Regions from separate parts of the Rattus norvegicus genome. Here region 2 is linked to region 1. A link is a contact called in public Hi-C data. All regions are on one chromosome and are shown on one strand. The core of a region is the stretch at or near the end of the contact, and the rest is flanking DNA. Distances in the headings are between cores, read along the strand shown. Region 1 holds the start of Xrcc5 (X-ray repair cross complementing 5). Region 2 holds the start of Smarcal1 (Swi/SNF related matrix associated, actin dependent regulator of chromatin, subfamily a-like 1).

Region 1 (6,180 bases), core at 2,119-4,618:
AAAGAAAATAACTGGACAAGGCACAAACAAATTGAAGGGGTTAGTAAATGACAGGTAAAACACAGATTCAGATGCAAGTCATCTGGCCCTAGAGACTTTTATTAAACATTTTATATTGCCTTTCCTTTCTGCTAACAACTGTTGTATCTAGAGAAGGGGTTGGATCAAGAAAAGCAAAGACTATCAGGTTTTAAGGGTAAGCAGGCTTGAGTACATGTAAGAAAACCTCCCAAGATTCTGAAAACACACAGGCTGGAAAGACAGAAGAGGCTGGTGTCTGATGTTAGGAGCTGAAGGCAATGAGTGTTCAAAACGTGGGTTACAAGCTTAAGGTTAATCTGAAACTCACCTGTCGTTGGACAAACATAGTCATCACTTTCTTGGCCTGTTCAAGTGGGGATTCTTCACCAGGAAAGGAGTTACCCATGGCAACCCCCACATCCATACACAGCACAACAGCTGCCTAGAAACAAAGGCCCAAAAAGTACACAAGGAAAAAGAAGCCATTAGCAGAGTTTGTGAAATGGGTCCCAGTCCTGCTATGTACAGGGAGAGAACATGTGCATACATGTGTAAGACATGCCAAGAACATGTAAGGTTCCACTCTGGAGAGCCTGTGAATGGCTCTAACGTTTCCTGAAAGCCACGTAGATGGAGGCACCAAATCATGTGACTGACAAAGTTGCAGGCATAAGCAATGGCACCAGGTCATTAAAGAGCAATCATACATTGGGGACTCTGTGTTTCTTTTCCTATCGCTGTGATAAAATACCCTGACGAAGGTAACTTAGGAGATAAAGCCTTTACTTAAGCTTTTAGCTCCTACTTCTAGCTTATAGCTCATCATAATGAGGGAGCCATAACAAGGTATCAGGCGCTTAAGACAGCTGGTTCTGCCACATCCAGTCACAGCTGGTCAGGCCACATCCAGAGCACAAAGAATGCACACACGCCAGTGTTCAGCTTGCCTTTCCCACTTTATAAAATCCTGAGTCCTTTGACGAGGGAACAGTGGTACCCATAGTTGAGATGGGTCCTTGCACATCCAGTACCATAATCAAGACAATCCCTCACCCAGGCAGGCCCAAAGGCCTATCTCGCCCCATGATTCTACGGTTTGTCACCTTGATGATTAATACTATTACAGGGACTAAGAAAATAAAACAAATCAGATACAAAACGAGACACATGTAAAGCTCTATGAGTTTTACACACAAAATTTAATTAAATAAAAACTGCAAAAGACCTGAGCTCATAACTTCAAAGTAAACTATAGATTGAGTTAACAAGTTGACCCAGCTTCACCATTCTATCCTCATGAACACTTTAGGTTGTTAAAACACTATACTGTATTCAAGAAAGAAAGTGAAGGGTCTTTTGTGGGGGGTGGGGGACAACAAAACCCTAGATTAGCAATCCAGAGACCTGTCCCATCTCTCTAATTAGCTATGACCCCTTGGCATTGTCCTTATCCTCTCTGTTAATTCAGTCAGGCAGTAAGTTGTCGGGCCTGATGAGGCCTAAGGCTGCTTGCAGAATTAACAGTCCTGATCCTACCCAGTCCTGATCCTACCTGTCTCATCTGTGCTCGGTGCCGACCAGACAGAAAGTGAGCAGTTCTGGACTGAGAGTGACAAGGACTGAGAAGTGACCGCTAAGACAGTGATCATCTGACTCTAGAGGTGTTTGGAAAACCTGCATGAGCTCCTGTAGTAGGAGATGATTCCCAAATTTGACTTTTCTGCAACACTCAAAGGAAATACTATTTCCCCTTAGTTCATAAAGAATGGAACCACGTGATACTCTGATATTAACAGGTTTCAGAAGCAATGACAACTTATTTGGGGACAAACAGTAAAAAGCTTCAGAGTACCTTTGAGAGGAATTCAATTTACATCCCACAGTGAGTCCTTCAGCGTAAAAGTCTTTTTACTTTTCTTTTCTTTTCTTTTTTAAAATGTAGGAATCACAAAATATGCTGGCTGTGTTCCTCTAACATATGGCCACAAATCTACTTTTAAAGTAGCAAACATGAAAGGACTGGAAGTCTTGTGTCGAGAATTAAGAGATTCAAGAGAAAGACATCAAAGAGTTTGACAGTATGAAGATTCTGGTCTGGAAGAATGGTTTATGATAATTTAAAGTCTTTGTCTGGAAGTAGGTAGAAAAGCAGGGAAGACAAACAGGGAGGGAACTGCAACTCTTCATTACTACACTGAAACCATACGGCCTGCTAGGATTTTCTCTCAAGTACATCTGCCACAATAAGTCCTTCATGGAGCTACAAAGTTTTCAGCAATTGAAAGCAGAGAAACAAAGGAAGTGAACAACATCATTATGAGTTCATAATTTAATTAAAATTCCCCAAATGGGGGTGGAAGAAAACAGAAACCCGTTACTGAACTCCTATCCTGTTTGTATAAACAAATAGGTGAGTCCGTGAATTCGGTGAATGAATGGATCCTTGAAGCTGCATCTCTCTCTAGTGACCAAAAACAACCTCTTTAAAGTTCACTATAATTTCCATTATTAATCTAAGAAGCCATGGGTCATAGATTCTTAGCAGTAGAGCACTTTTGTTTTGTTTTTTCTTTCAGGGCTCTGAAAATGGCTTGGATTCCCGTTCGTATTTTACCACCCATGGAAAGGGTGACCAGGTTCTAATCATTTCAGTTCTTCATGCCTCGGTGCTCCTACTTACGAGCTCAGGACAAGGATGTTCATCTCACGGTTTGGTGTGAAGATTTAAATTAAATGGGAATAAAAGGCTTTGTTGTGCCTCACACAGTCAGCTTTCAATAAATTCGAGATTTTTAATTATTATGAAGGTAATGATATGGCACTTTACATCCTGAGTTATTTCATTCACAGAATCTCACAGAATCCCTCTCTGAAGTTTTAAAAGCCTGTCATGTAGGGGACGATCCTCGCTAACTTAGATTTTTAGAACCCAGGTTCAGAAGCAATAAAGGATGCCTGTGTTAGCAAGTGGAGTGGATAGAAAACTGAGGCAGCCAGGGAGGAAGGGAAGATTACTGTAGCGTAAAGGTGCACGAGACTCAAAAGCAGAACTCCGAACCCCAAGCCTTTCGCTTTGGGCATTCATCCTTCAGTGCTGACTCAGCTGCGATTCCCACAGCTCCTGCTACGGAACCACCCTCTGCAGATCCCCGGCTTAGGAAAGGCAAAAGACCCTGCTTTCAATACCTTATTACCGGACCACGCCATGTTGCTGGTCCTCAGGTGGTTTGGTTACTTTTTCCGGGCGGAAACCTAGAGTGTCGCAACTCTGTTCCGGGTAATCCACAGACCAAGAGGTCCCGCTCTGCGTGCTAGGCGGAGAAGTCCTGCTCCTGGGCTGTGAGCATGCGCAGAATTCTCTCCCTGCCTCCCTAGTTAAGGTTTTGTTCTCTGAGGCTGCTAAAAACCGCCCGTACTGGACTGGAGAAATAAATGGCTCAGCTGTTTAAGGCATTTGTCATCAAGCCTGACGACCCAAGTCATACCCCAGACACCCATATGGTGGGAAAAAGAACCAACTACACAAGTTGCCCTCTGACCTCCCACACGACACAAAAAGCAAATAAATTTAAAATAAATAAATAAATGTAATAGTAAAAGTAAATAAGGGGTTGAAGGAAAAGGGTCACAGGTTAGGAATGTGTACTGTTTTTGCAAGGGTGAGTATTTCAAAGCCCAGCTCCCACATCAGGCAACTCAAAATTCCAGTCTGTGGGATCTGACGCCCTCTTCTGGCCTAAACTCAAATGCACATACCCACATACAGCCGCATGCATGCACAATTTTTAAAAATAAAAATGGAAAAATAATTGCTATTACTGAACTGAAAATAATCCCTCCTGCTAGCAATTTGTATTGGCACTCTGGAGTTAAATGAATCCACGAAGTCACTTAACTCCTCTAAAGGCCTTCTAAAGGCATGATACTAAAGAAAAACCACGGACACGAAGACCTTAGGATCAACGTCCAAAGAAAAGAGTGAGAATTCTCGGAATTAAAAGGAAAAGTGGGGAGCTGGAGAGATGGCTCAGCGGTTAAGAACACCAACTGCGCTCCCAGAGGTCCTGAGTTCAATTCCCAGCAACCACATGTTGGCTCACAACCATCTGTAATGGGATTCGATGCCCTCTTTTGGTGTGTCTGAAGACAGCTACAGTGTACTCACATACATAAAATAAATAGATAAGGGGTTGGGGATTTAGCTCAGTGGTAGAGCGCTTGCCTAGGAAGCTCAAGGCCCTCAAGGCCCTGGGTTCGATCCCCAGCTCCGAAAAAAAGAACAATAAATAAATAAATAAATAAATAAATAAATAAATAAATAAATAGATAAATCTTTAAAAAGGAAGGAAAAGTAGGAAAGACGTTCAACTCTACAAAGTGGTTAAAACACCTTAGCCTCTAGGAACCTGGAGTGACTATGGCTAGGAAATGGAGGCTGTCGATTACTGTTGAGTGCTCACCTCTCATTTTCAAGGGAATTGCCCATCCGCCCTTCCCTTCTGATGACCCTTGCACAGAAACTGCCTGTTTTCTATACAAAAATGACTCACAAGCTGCAGGTGGTTGGGCAAAAGGTCCAGAAACCTGGAAAATGTCTGCAAGCCTCTGTTCAATCTGGGAAACGTACACTCAGGTTCTCTTTTATTGAAAATGGTATGAAAAAAAAAACAGGCACTAAAACTGAAATGATTTGGAGAATTCTTGAAGAAGTCTTCAGGGAACGAAGGTTTAAACATAGAAGCTGATGGGGCTGGATGGCTTAACAGTTAAGTGCGGGGGCGGCTCTTGCACAGGACTGGGGGAAGTTTCCAGCACCCACATTCCAGCTCACGATCATCTGTACCTCCTGTCCCAGAGGATCCCACACCCTCTTCTGGGTTCTGAGGAAACCAGGCACACATGTGGTACACGAACCTACTACAAGCAAAACACTCAGATGCATAAAATAAACAAAAAATTTAAAGTAAACACAGTGATATCTAGACAGACTCTTCCAGCACCCAGAGGATTCGTCCATGCTTTTATTCAGACTTGGAGGTGTTGTTTTTTTTTTTTAAACTGAAACGTTATTTCTATTTATAGTTTTACTATGGTTCATATTTAGAGTTACTGGGGTCTACAGAGGATGCCTACAAGCTATGTCATAGTTCTATCTTGGATAGAGTCTCTCTTTTCCTCTCTTCCTCTCTCCCTCTTCTCTCTCCTCTCTCCATCTCTGTTTTCTCTCCCTCCCTCCCTTCTGCTTCTTTTACTCCCTCTTTTACACACACACACACACACACACACACACACACACACACTCCCACTTCCAATACAAGTCAGTTTCCTAGGAAAAATAAAGAGATTCTAGTAGCCATCCTTGTTTGCATCTACATGATCTTCATAGAAGTTTCAAGAACCATCCACTTCTGGGCAGTTAGAAGGCCCGGGTCCTGAAAATGCATGATTTAAAGCATTGCTTGCTCTAACAAAAAACTTCCATTAGGGCTGGAGATGGCTCAGTGGTTAAGAGCACTGACTGCTCTTCCAGAGGTCCTGAGTTCAATTCCCAGCAGCCACACGGTGGCTCCCAACCATCTATAATGGGATCGGATGCCCTCTTCTGGTGTGTCTGAAGACAGCTACAGTGTACTTAAATGTAACAAATAAATCTCTAATAGAAAAAGTTCCTACTAATCAAGGGTACACTATAGCCCAGGAACAAACATCGTTAATGGAACAGAGTACATGGCTACTCTCTGAAGGGATTTTAGCCTGCCTGAGAATGACAAATATGGCTCTGGCAGGCCTTGCCCTTCTCTCTCATCCCCTCTGCCTTACATTAGAATAAAGCTAGCCCTCTATTCCCATATTGCCTGCTTCCTCCTCCTGAGGCTGACTACCAAGGTCCACCTATTAAAGTGTTTAAGTCCAGCAATCAAAAGCCCCCTTTGGCTCACCTAATCAATATGACCTCATTCTAACACAGGGTTTCCTTTTTGACCTTTATAAACCACCATTTTCCTATGTGCCATGGCTGTCTTCTCTCCATGTCAGTCCTTTATCCCCGTAAATAGCCCTCCTCCCTCTCCATTGTTCCCTTCCTCTTCTCCCTTGTCCTCTATCTCCTGTCTTTGTCTCTCATTCCCTGCCCTCTGTCTCTCTGGGAAATGTAAATCT
Region 2 (6,180 bases), core at 2,328-4,827, 280 kb before region 1:
TCTGGTGTGTCTGAAGACAGCTACGGTGTAGTTATGTATAATTAATAAATAAATCTTAAAAAAAGAAAAAAAATTGAAAAAAGAACAAAAAAAATCTTTGGATTTCAAACTACTGTTTTTAGGCTCTAATGCTACAATACACAAAGCACGTGGCAGAGGAACTGGTTCCTCAATAAACACAGGAAAGTTCTCCCTATGGCTGTGCGCTAGCTAAGTTTAACAGCTGCTCGAGACAGTGTCTATTACAAAGGGAGAAGGCAGCTAAAATAGAAAAATGTAACGTGCCAATATCCCCTCTTACTATTTATGAGGAACTGTTAGAACAGAGTCCAAAAATAGAAAAAGGAAAAAAGCCTCATTACCATAGCGTCTGCTGGGCAGAGACTTAAACACCTCAATGAGCTCCTTGTTGTAGCCGATCTTTACCCGGAAGCGATCCCCTGTCCTTAAGCACATTCCCCGTAGACAGCTTGCTTTTTGGGGTGAGGTCTGCAGTGCCTTTGCGGGTCTCCCATCTGTCTTAGGTGTTTTTTCCCCTAAGGCATAAAAGGTGTCCGAAATGCTCTGTCCAGAGGTGGAGGGCCTCCCTGCCTTGGCCTCTAACTTGGGATCCCTGGGAAATGGTCTAGGACAGGAAGCTGCTGTGTCCTGGGTTGCCTGGGGATGACCCTCACTGGATTTACTACCCAAAAGCTGTTGGTTAGAGACTTCTGGGGGACTTGGGTTTGGGCAGGCTGCGGACATCTTTCCTTCGCTCTTCCATAGTCCCTTTGCTTCCTCTGCTGTGCTGGGTTGAAAACAGGGGGAGCTGTGAGGTCTCTGAGCAGCAGGGAGTGAATTATTGAGATTCTGTCCCTTGGAAATGGTAGCATGGCCCTCTGGCTTTGAAGGCTCCGCTGGGAGATTCAGGAGAGAGTTCTGCTTGCACTGGGACGGCCTGGCAGCACTGGAGCCTGAAGCTGTACTCTGGGGCTGTTCTGCCCATAGCTTCTCAGCTCGACGGGCCAAAGCCTTCTGCCGATTCTCTTCAATCTTTTTCCTCTGCTCCTCCGTAAGTGGCAAGGACATTTCTAACAGGATAGGCTTCTGCAGAAATGTCACCCTTTAACTGGGAAGTTGGCAGAAGCTGGGAAAGGTAAAAGGACAGAAATAAAACTTACACCCACCATGTTGCTACTTTGATTAATAAGGTTTTGTTCCAGGTAACATATTAGAAAAAGCTAAAGGCGGGTTGGGGATTTAGCTCAGTGGTAGAGCGCTTGCCTAGGAAGCGCAAGGCCCTGGGTTCGGTCCCCAGCTCCGAAAAAACGAACCAAAAAAAAAAAAAAAAGAAAAAGAAAAAGCTAAAGGATGAAATGAGATTTCTCTTATAATTAAAATGAAAACGCACGCGCACGCGCACGTGCACACACAGAGTAAGCAGCATATTCTTAAAATACTGATCCAGATGAAACAGCAAAAACTCCAAACTGATTGTGTTTCACTGGGGTATCCTCCCCTCTCCTCCTTCTCCCCCTTCCCATCTGCCAGCCAAGGTGGGTTAGCAGATCCCAAGAAAGTTTAACAGTGAAACCCAACTTCATTAGAATGGACAAAGGCTACATTTTAAAGTAGACAGGTTGGTGGATCAGACAGAAATAGACAGACCATACGTACCATGCCACGACACTTGCCACAATAGCCTGTCTCCAACCTGGAAGGAGGAGAAAGAATATTAGCCTCATGGAGACTGCACACTAAATCCTCCCCTTGCATTCCACCCTCATTACCTTTCTGATGAATCTGCAGGTGGCCAAATGCAAGCTAGAGCAGCTGGCCCTAGAGTCTGACTTCCAAAATGCAAAGGCAAAATGACTCTTGGAAAAAATAAGGGGACAAAGCAGGGAATGGGGAGCAATGGTCACTGTACCAAAATCAGACAAAAGATAGAAAGGGTTCAGTTCAACTGTCATCTCAGCCAATGCACATTATCACCACTCAAGAGCAGAGAGTAAGGTCATCCTATACATTTTATTTTGTACTGTGATTTCATTTACCTTAGACATCTTACAATGCTCTGGAAGCCATGGCCCGAACACCTAATTCTCTGGCTGGGATCTGACTTCAGCCTTATCCAAATGGCACACTGCCTTATGATGTTACAGGATATTCAAACCTGTGTTTCTAGTTAGGGTTTAGCTCAGTCCTTTAATCCCCTAGCTGGAATATAGACACGACTTCAGTACTCACCTTTAACCCAAACAATGACGGTAAAGTTAGTTTGTAGAAGGAAGCACCCATGTTTGAAAGTTATGTCTAATTGAATGGCAAAAAAAAGTGATGAGAGTCAGAGAAAAATTTGACAGAAGAGGATATGCCCAACTCGCATGAGAAGAGAAAGGGAAGCTACTTTAGGGAGAGACGGACTGTACCGGAGGAAGAGGGCACAGTACAGGAAATATAGTAGAGTTTGTGGAGAGCAGTACAGTGGAGTTGAGAGGGAGGAGGCAGTTTTACTGTTAAGAGTTTTACAGACACAGACTGAAGAGAGAACAAGCTAGACACAGATGAAGACAAAATGAGCAAGAAAATGAGAAGGAGCCGGAAGATTAGAACAGATAACTAGAGTTAGTTTAAGGCCAAACAGCAATTCAGAGGCGGAGAGAAAAGACAGATTGAATAAGTCAGCTGGGAGAGGAGTTTGAGCCACAACAGCTGAGTCGAACCAGCCAGCTAGAGTTCAGAAAGAAGAGCGAGCTTACTCAGCAGCAGGTCTCAAGAGGCTGAAAACATTCAAGGCTCAGATAAGTGGCTAGGAGCTTCCAAGACTAGGCAGGCCTAAGTTAGCGGACAGAGGCAGTGAGCCTCCCAGCCAATTACAACAGAATAGAAGCATTTTCACATTATAATGCTTGTAACACAGGAAATACTCAAGTAGCACGGCCAGGCGTCAAAGGAAGATTTAGACTCTAGACTTTAGAGGGCTTAAATTTTATTCCCTGTTAAGACTCCCATTAGACAAAGCACCCCAAAACATCTTCTCCCACAGATGTTACACTCAATCCAGCCAGCCAGCAGCAATTAAAATTCTCAGCCTTGTACTCCAAGTTGGATCATCTACCTAACTGCCCTGGCCCGGTATGCTGACTGACTACCCAGTCGGGAGGTGAGATCACGGAATGAGAGGTCCAACTAATAAACCATAAACGACAAGTGTACCCCAGCACATAGACGTCCCACTTTGCTGGAACCTAGGCTTCATTTCCTTTTCCAGGCACATCCTGGGCGCCTACGGAAAGAGGACGCCCCGCCCCACTTTGCCTCTAACAGTCCCACTTGGATTCTCCCGTTCCTGCTGCTCCCTCCTCCCGCCGTAATTTGGTATCGTCCGCCTCCAACGCCTTTACCTCCTTTGCAGTCCACTTCCTTACCTGGCGAGACTGGTAAGGTGAAGCACCTTCGCAGAAGAGCCCTAGCCCAGGAGTGTCTTTCAGAGCTTTGCCTGGGCAGTTTTCGTTTCTGGATGGACTGTGAGAAGAACTAAAACTCAAGAGCTGCAACTTCACATATCTCTGCGCGGGCGGCTGGCATTGAATGGCTCGGCCACCGTCGAACTACACTTCCCGACAGCCAATACGGCCGCAGATTAATTGTGGATGATAATACACTTGGTGTAGGGCCTTCTGGGGTTCGTAGTTTGAGTCCGAAAGCCTGCCCATTGGAGGTTGGTGAATTTGAGAGGCGTAACGTTATGGGCAGGTCAAGGTGTGATGCACCCTGGGAGTTGTAGGTCTCAGTTTCTTCAAACGTTTAGTCAGGCGTAAAGGCAGCCTGTGATGCTGAACATTCAGTGTCAGCGGTGTCTCCAGATATGTCAGACAGCCAGATTGATTTGATACTTAATATTTTCCTGGCGCACCCGTTTCTAATAGTGTTGTCCTTATAAGCACCATCTGCTTTCCTAGACCAAAGAGGAATTTGAATTGTTAGAGCCTCCATCAGTCAGCGTGCTGATCATCAATATGAACTTCAGTTAATCCGTACTACAACCTATGAAGCACAGAGAGGAACTCATGTATCCTAGATTGGTCTAGAACTTACTCTGTGGCAGAGAACTTTCCTGCATCCATCACCTACAGACTTGCACCATCGTGAGATTATTATTATATTTTTCCCCTCTTTTTTAAAAGACATAATCTTACTATGTTTCATTGACTAGCCTAAAGAACTGACAGAGATCCTTCTCTGGAGTGCGATTTAAAAAGTTGTGCACCACACACCCAGCTCTATTTTCCTCATTCTATAGATGAGAAAACCGAACCAGAACTGGTCCACAATTTTCACAAGGCTGTGTTCAGCTACTTTGTTACTCTGATTCCAAAGCCCTCCCACCTATCCGATAGGCTGTCATGGTTACTTGACTCCATTTCTGAGCACCAGCCTTCTTTCTACCCTGCAACAGTTGAATACAATATTCTTCGGTCATCAGTGTATGTGTGAAGGTTGTTACGATTCTGTTTTCAAACAGAGCTCATTACAAAGAGGTAGATCTCTGAATACAGAGTAAGTTGGGGGAAATGACCAGACAGTTAAAGAAAAGTGATGTGCTTTTTCTTTTTTTTTTTTCCTTCGGAGCTGGAGACTGAACTCAGGGCCTTGTGCTTGCTAGGCAAGCACTCTACCACTGAGCTAAATCCCTAACCCTTTTTTCTTTTCTTTCTTTTTTTTTTTTTCGGAGTGATGTGCTTTTTAATAAGAAGAGGTGAAGTGGGCTGCAGTAAGGTAGGCTCCACCAGTGCAGGAGTTGTCAAGATAGCAGCCACAAGAGGTGGAAGAGGAATGCTGCTAGTGTCGGCTATTTATGCCCATTCGAGGGGCACGGAAAGCTTTTCCTGCTTGGGCTTTCTTTGTAAACTTGGTATACTTTGTAAACATTATAAACCCTCAAGACACACAAGTGGCCGAGGTCCCCACCTAAAGAGTTCCAACTGCCATGCCTCGCCCTGCAGATGTCTCTTGTGCTTGTACCAGTGTGGCTGGAGTGTTCAGTCTCTGCCTGCCCTACAAGGAAAAAAAAAAAAAATCCCACCAATCCTTGAGTTTGCTCCAACAATCAGGCCATATAATCCCTCCAATCCCAGGCCACCCTGCAAATCCCACCCCCCACCCCCACCTCAAGAAACGCTACGCTATATAAATCCTGTATTCTGCCCAGTTCCCCGTTGCTTCTCACTGGAGCAGAGGCAGCCACCCTCCTGAGTTTTCTCCTCCCAATAAATATATTTGTGTGGTGTGACTTTGTGGTACTCCCAACTGCTAGGATACCTTTTCCCCTTCACTTGTGTTGGGGAAAATTTCAAAGGCAGCTAAAAAGAACTTCTGAAGGAGACGCCATTTTCTTCAGAGCTGCAACACAGCTAGTATTTGAGGTGAATCTTATACCTTTGGTTTCCCTACTACTGAGCATCCATTTCCTGCTTCACAATGTGAATAGATACTAATTAGCCAACACCTGTCTTGCTCTTCCTGTCCCCTGCTGAGTCGGTTAATTTGTTAAGACTGTGTGCTATACCCTTATTTGTGCCTGTCACCAATTCATATGACAGTCACTTCACTCTCCAGGCTCAGCTGATTCACCCACAGAGCAATATACTGTCATATAAATCAGAGGACTATGGGCCCAGGCATCCCAATCTCTGAACCCTGGATTCCCATCAATTCATGTATCTAGCTCCTAGGAATTCCAACGTAGAAAGGCTGGAATTGGACTAAACAATGTGATCTCCTTTCTAGCTCTAACATCCTAAACTTGAAGTCAGTCTAAAACTCGTCTTTAAAAAGGCAAACCAATGCGATTTCAATCAGTATTCCTAGCATTGGCTTTGTCAACAACATAATCTATTGGGGTCTTACTGTAATTACTGAAAGACCCCAGCTTAGCAGCAGTAACGCCATTTTGTAAGGCTGTACTTAAGATGACTGGTTCAGGGAAAGGTTAGAACACTGAGTACACAGCGGCTGCCAAGCAGGATGTGTTTGGTTGAAGGCCTAGCAACAGGACGACTTCGGTTGAGCACCTGACAATGAAAAAAAAAGCCCCGGGAGAGGTCCCACACCCTGGTGGGGGGCCGAGTCAGTCGTTATGTTCCAAGAAGGTAGCTAAGAAACTTGCCCCCGGGCTGAACCCTTGGGGGGCCGAGT

The links. A called contact is a pair of places that touch in the nucleus more often than the background predicts.
Region 2: a contact with region 1 is called in a Hi-C map of frontal cortex, with 2.8 times the contacts expected there. The contact joins the promoter of Smarcal1 here to the promoter of Xrcc5 in region 1. A contact is called at or near these places in 6 of 12 Hi-C or Micro-C datasets (frontal cortex, hepatocytes, kidney and 2 more) and 1 of 1 datasets of contacts at active chromatin or transcription factors (oligodendrocytes).

What each region holds. Positions count from the first base shown.
Region 1 is chr9:81,401,695-81,407,874 of GRCr8, reverse strand. Xrcc5 (X-ray repair cross complementing 5) reads right to left here and starts at 3,368. Exons shown (of 21, transcript NM_177419.3): 1 at 3,208-3,368; 2 at 350-463. The coding sequence starts at 3,228.
Region 2 is chr9:81,686,865-81,693,044 of GRCr8, reverse strand. It overlaps Smarcal1 (Swi/SNF related matrix associated, actin dependent regulator of chromatin, subfamily a-like 1), which reads right to left and starts at 3,577. Exons shown (of 17, transcript NM_001108222.1): 1 at 3,411-3,577; 2 at 363-1,126. The coding sequence starts at 1,068.